2 separate regions of the Mus musculus genome follow, and region 1 is linked to region 2. Evidence: chromatin contacts called from public HiChIP or PLAC-seq data. All regions are on one chromosome and are shown on one strand. The core of a region is the stretch at or near the end of the contact, and the rest is flanking DNA. Distances in the headings are between cores, read along the strand shown.

Region 1 (2,700 bases), core at 64-2,563, 45 kb before region 2:
GCTGCTCCAGACACTTAGCCGCCTCTCCTTCCTCTACCTCCTTCTCCTCCTCAGGCTTTCAGTTTACTGAGAGTCAGGAAAACATGCCCAACACATATAAGACTTTACCTGGAAACTGAGTCCATGGATATCCACCATTTCCCCCAGCCAAGAGAGGGTAGCATTGATGAAGGCCAATACAGCCAGAAAGGCAATCAGGTTGGCTGCAACATTAGCAACAAGGCTTATGGCATCTGTGGCTCCATTGCTTGCAGCTTCCAGGATATTCCTCTCTTCCCTGTGGTTATTGGGCACAGAGAAAGAATATGCTATCTACAGTAATCTCAGCTCCTCAGAGAGGAGCAGCTCTATAGACCCTAAAATGGAAGAAATGGGTAGCCAGCCATTTTGAGGGGTGCTGGGAATCCTCAGTAATTATAATAGTGGAGATTACTCTGAAGTGATTCAGATATTATTGCATGAAAGTCTGATGCCAAGGACATAGAATATTTGTATAATATCCCACTAATGCCAGGTGGGAAGGTTAAGTCGAAACAAAACAAAGACTGAAAATGATTAGCTGGAAGCAGGGTAGCAAAAGGGGACATGGAGTGACAGACCTTCTTCCTTTGGGGAAGCTGGAAGTCTCTAGCACCCTGGGCTTCCTCAGGTAGCACACCTTATCATCTCCTGAACTGTCCCCAGCTCACCCTCGAGGCAGCTTCAGTCCCTCCTTGCTCTTGAACTTGGACTCTTCGACTTCTGGATATACCAGTTTGGACAAGGCAAGTGCACAAGGGGCAGCCATCACTGAGGCAGAAATCAAGGATGATGCATCAATCTGTAAAGCCAGATGGGGATTAGCACCACTGTGGGGCCTCAACATGAGTGCACCATGAGCAATTATGTTGACTGTGCCTCACCCCAAAGGATATGAAGGCTCCCAACACTGTGCCTGCTATGGTAGCAAAGCCTCCAGTCATGACTGCATGGATTTCAGAGATGGTCATGTCTGCAAGGTAGGGACGGATGAGCAGAGGCGCCTCTGTCTAAAAACAAAGAAAAATAGTCACACACCAAGAGGGTATCACTCCCCAAGTCAAAGTGCTTATCCCAGATAGAGAATGGACCTATCAGATACATGCCCTTCCAGTCAGTGGACAAAAACCTGCCCAACCATCTCCATGAGGTCCTGTTTTCACGTGTTCCTCTAGCATATTATAGAATACTGTAGACAACTGGTGTTCATTTACTTTGTTTTCGGTGTCTAAGTCCATGAGCTTAGTGAGTAAATTATAGAGTACAGTTCCATTGCTGACCACACACTAGATGTCTACAGAGCATGTATTAAAGGAACTGAAAATAGCTTATCTAAGCTAATGCTGTATGAAATAATAAGAAAATAATGTCAAGCCAACAACAAAGTTCAGCCTGGAGACCTGATATCAATATCTAGAACCCATAAGGAAAGAAAAACCCGGCATCCACAAGTTGTCCTCTGACCTCCATATGAGAGCCATGATACATGACTACTTACACACATACGAAAGAGAGAGAGAGAGAGAGACAGAGAGAGAGAGAGACAGAGAGAGAGACAGAGAGAGAGACAGAGAAGAGAGGAGAGATGAGAGAGGAAGAGTCATTAAACAAAATATAATTTTTTAATGAAATGTCTGTAATTTTTATTAATTAGGAAGATTCAAGGAGGAAATGACCTAGCCTTAATCTATTAGGTCATGTATCCTTTAATGAGTGTCAGCAAAACGATGGATTAGCTTAGTAGAGCACTAAGGCAAGGGCCCTGCTCTTAGATGATTAGGTCTAGCTGGAAAAGTTCAACTGATTATAGATAATTTTAGCAAAATGTAAGGTCATGATAAAAGAATCCAAAAGTACTGTGAAAACAGATCAAAAGCAGATAAACAGCCCAAGGCTTTGGGAGAAAAAGACCCCAATTGTTAACTTCTTACTCATTTGAAAAACTATTGTCCCTAATGTTGATTTGACCAGTCAATAGCATAGATTTAACACTGAAATGGTTAATGTTGATTATCAATAATTGATAGAATCTCCTCAAAATGACTCTAGGAATGCCTGTGAGGGGTTATCTTGATAGGTCAGCCTGTGAGAGATTATTTTAATTAGATTAAAGCAGAAAGACCCATTCTAAAAGTGGTTAGGACATTTCCTAGGCTTGGGTCCTGGGTGCTGGGCACAAGCACCAGTGGCCTTAAGCTCCTGTCACCAAGCTCTTCCCAATAGGGTGGCTGTACTCTCAAGCCGTGAGTCAAAATGAATCCTTTTTCTCTTAATACACCTTTTTTTTCCAAGGTATTTAATCACAGCAAAGAGAAAGACATCTATTGCACACAAACACATGCTCTTCCACACAGATGGATACACTGAGAAAGATGCTGTGTGAAGAAGAGTCCTGACAGTTCTGAGCAAGACAAGCCATTGCCTCCTCAGAGACCTCAGAAAAATCACGGTGAATCACAGCAAGAAACCAGAGGTAGCTCAACCATCCTTCCCAGCTCCTGAGGGGATAAGGCTTAGACTAGGACATTCCCCTATATAAGAAGCTGGATAGTGTGTCTGGACTGTGCATTAGGCATCGAGTTCTCCTTGACCCTCTGAGGATTCTTTCATAAAGACTGACTGCCCCATGGTCTCCATTTATCTGACTTCCATAAGAAAAATGAGCTTTTCAAGCCATGTGAT
Region 2 (2,792 bases), core at 225-2,724:
CAGAAAATGTGGTACATTTACACAATGGAGTACTACTCAGCTATTAAAAAGAATGAATTTATGAAATTCCTAGGCAAATGGATGGACCTGGAGGGCATCATCCTGAGTGAGGTAACACATTCACAAAGGAACTCACACAATATGTACTCACTGATAAGTGGATATTAGCCCAGAAACTTAGGATACCCAAGATATAAGATACAATTTGCTAAACGCATGAAACTGAAGAAGAACGAAGACCAAAGTGTGGACACTTTGCCCCTTCTTAGAATTGGGAACAGAACACCCATGGAAGGAGTTACAGAGACAATGTTTGGAGCTGTGATGAAAGGATGGACCATTTAGAGACTGCCATGTCCGGGACTCATCCCATAATCAGCTTCCAAACGCTGACACCATTGCACACACTAGCAAGATTTTGCTGAAAGGACCCAGATAGAGCTGTCTCTTGTGAGACTATGCCGGGGCCTAGCAAACACAGAAGTGGATGCTCACAGTCAGCTATTGGATGGATCACAGGACCCCCAATGGAGGATCTAAAGAAAGTACCCAAGGAGCTAAAGGGATCTGCACCCCTATAGGTGGAACAACATTATGGACTAACCAGTACCCCGGAGCTCTTGACTCTAGCTGCCTATGTATCAAAAGATGGCCTAGTCGGCCATCACTGGAAAGAGAGGCCCATTGGACAGGCAAACTTTATATGCCCCAGTACAGGGGAATGCCAGGGCCAAAAAGTGGGAATGGGTGGTTAGGGGATTGGGGGGGGGAGGGTATGGGGGACTTTTGGGATAGCATTGGAAATGTAAATGAGGAAAATACCTAATAAAAATATATATTAAAAAATACTAAAAAAAAAAGAAAAAGAAAAGAAAGCTGGTAACACTTGGCTGAAAGGGGACAAGCTGAAGAATGAAGGACATTGTTGAGAAACAGAGTAAGAGATGTTGGGATACTTAATAAAGTAGTTAAGGGGCGCAGAGGGGGCCGCTTTGTTGAGCTTGCAGTGTTTGGAATTGACTTGGTCCTCCTTTGCTTAACTACGATAACAGCATCCTTTTCTCTTTCTCCAAGCCTTTGAGTGTGGTTACTTTTCTCTTCAGTCTGAAGAAAAAGTCCTTTCAGTGCCTTCTGTAGACCTTGGTTTAGTGGTTATCGATTTCCTTAGCTTCCTTTTGTCGTGGAACGGTTTTCTTTCTCCTTCGGTTATGAGATAACTTGATGGGGAGATCAGCTGTTATCTTGTGGACCTACCTTTATATATGACTTGGCCTCTCTCTTGTACTTTTCAACGTGCTTTCTTCATTTGTGCCTTTAGTGTTTTAACTATGAAGACGACCTGGGAACTTCTTTAGTGGTCCTGCCTGTTTGCTGTTCTGTACACTTGCTGTGCCTTGATGCACATCTCTTTCCCTAGACTTTAGAAGTTTTCTGATATTTCTGAGTTTCGTTTCAGTTTCTCTTCAATATTGCTTTTCGTTACTGTTTCATTTCCACATCCCGTTTTGACTTCCTTATTTAACGCAGCTGTTTTATTCTCCTGGGAATTCATTCAGGAGCTTATTTGTGTCCTCCTTTTATTTCTTTGAGGATATTTATAATCGTTCTTAGAATTCTTTGTCTGGGATTTCATTTAAGTCATTCTCCTTGGGGCCATTACTGCATTTTGTAACTTTGAGAGAAGATTTTACTGAAAATGTTTCCAATGCCTTCGTCACGGAATCCTTCTCCTTTGTCCATGCCTGTAAATAACAGCTACAGGTTTTTTTTTTTCATAGTATCCAGAGATCTCACAGCTTCGATTAGTAATTATTTTTTTATTAATTTGTCGTTGTCCCTGACAAAGTGCTCCAATTCCTCTGTGTTGTCCTCAATGCCTGATAGTCTGTGTTCCTTGTGGTTCACTCTACCTCTGAGGCTGTCCCACGATCTTTTTATCTGGTGGAGTGAATATTTCACTTCAGTTTCTATTTAGTATTTCTATCTCTTTATTGTTACATTTTCACATCCTGTATTGACTTCCTTATTTAATTCACTTGTTTTTGTTCTCTTGGGAATTCATTGAGGAGCTTACTTGTGTCCCTTCCTTTATTTCTTTGAATGTATTTATAATCATTCTTTACAGTTCTTTGTCTGGTTTTTCATTTAAATCACTGTTATTGGTGCCATTACTGCATCGTGTAGCTTTCAGAGAAGATACATCCTCTTGTTTTCTCGGGTTACTTATGTTTTTAAATTGGAATTTACAAATTGATTGGTTTGGGTTTTTTTTTTAACTTTTAAATTTTTAATTCACCTTTCTTTTTTTAGTGGAGGTGTTTGCAGTGCCTTGGAAGAACTAGGTTTTAGTAAGACCGGGGTGTCATTCCTCTGGTAGATGGTTGTTGGGAGCACCAGCATCTATCCTTAATACTTCCCTCAGAGGAGCATGCTACTCTGAAACAATACTCACTCTCCAGGGATAAAGCTGTGAAAATGGATTGATAGCAAATTAAAAAATCAATTAGCCCTTAAACACCAATCATTTTAGGGAATAAAAGAAGACTGATAATATCACGTGTGATGATATACTAGTTACTGTGAATACGAGTGGAAAGAAAAAGAAAGGAAAAAGAAACAGATTGGCTCTCATGATTAGTGTTGGGTTGATGAGGAGAGAGGTGAGGACACTGATAGGAGAAGTAAAGGTTCAGGCCTGTGAGGGGTCTGACTAAACTAGACTGAAAAGAAGAGAGGGAAAGTCTGCAATGATGAGATCGCAGAGTGGTGATAGAAACTGAAGGTCAGGGCCC

Evidence for each region. HiChIP or PLAC-seq counts read pairs in DNA pulled down with a chosen protein or histone mark.
Region 1: a contact with region 2 is called in an H3K4me3 HiChIP or PLAC-seq map of bone marrow-derived macrophages, with 2.8 times the contacts expected there. The contact joins two enhancer-like sites. A contact is called at or near these places in 2 of 15 datasets of contacts at CTCF or cohesin (CD8 T cells and large pre-B cells), 10 of 484 Hi-C or Micro-C datasets (B cells, bone marrow-derived macrophages, embryonic fibroblasts and 4 more), 3 of 115 datasets of contacts at active chromatin or transcription factors (CD8 T cells and bone marrow-derived macrophages) and 3 of 9 other capture datasets (adipose tissue, liver and pancreatic islet).

The regions. Positions count from the first base shown.
Region 1 is chr2:122,452,809-122,455,508 of GRCm38.p6, reverse strand. Slc28a2 (solute carrier family 28 (sodium-coupled nucleoside transporter), member 2) reads right to left here. Exons shown (of 20, transcript NM_172980.4): 13 at 903-1,028; 14 at 690-820; 15 at 109-277. Among named protein-coding and RNA genes, the nearest start is that of Slc28a2, 28 kb to the right of the region's middle. Within about 2 kb of position 1,313, at least 4 of the 459 cell types and tissues checked have an H3K27ac peak or open chromatin away from gene starts, as enhancers often do. A contact at or near this core is called in bone marrow-derived macrophages, where this site is marked.
Region 2 is chr2:122,407,818-122,410,609 of GRCm38.p6, reverse strand. No RefSeq gene overlaps it. Among named protein-coding and RNA genes, the nearest start is that of Slc28a2, 17 kb to the left of the region's middle. Within about 2 kb of position 1,474, at least 39 of the 459 cell types and tissues checked have an H3K27ac peak or open chromatin away from gene starts, as enhancers often do. A contact at or near this core is called in bone marrow-derived macrophages, where this site is marked.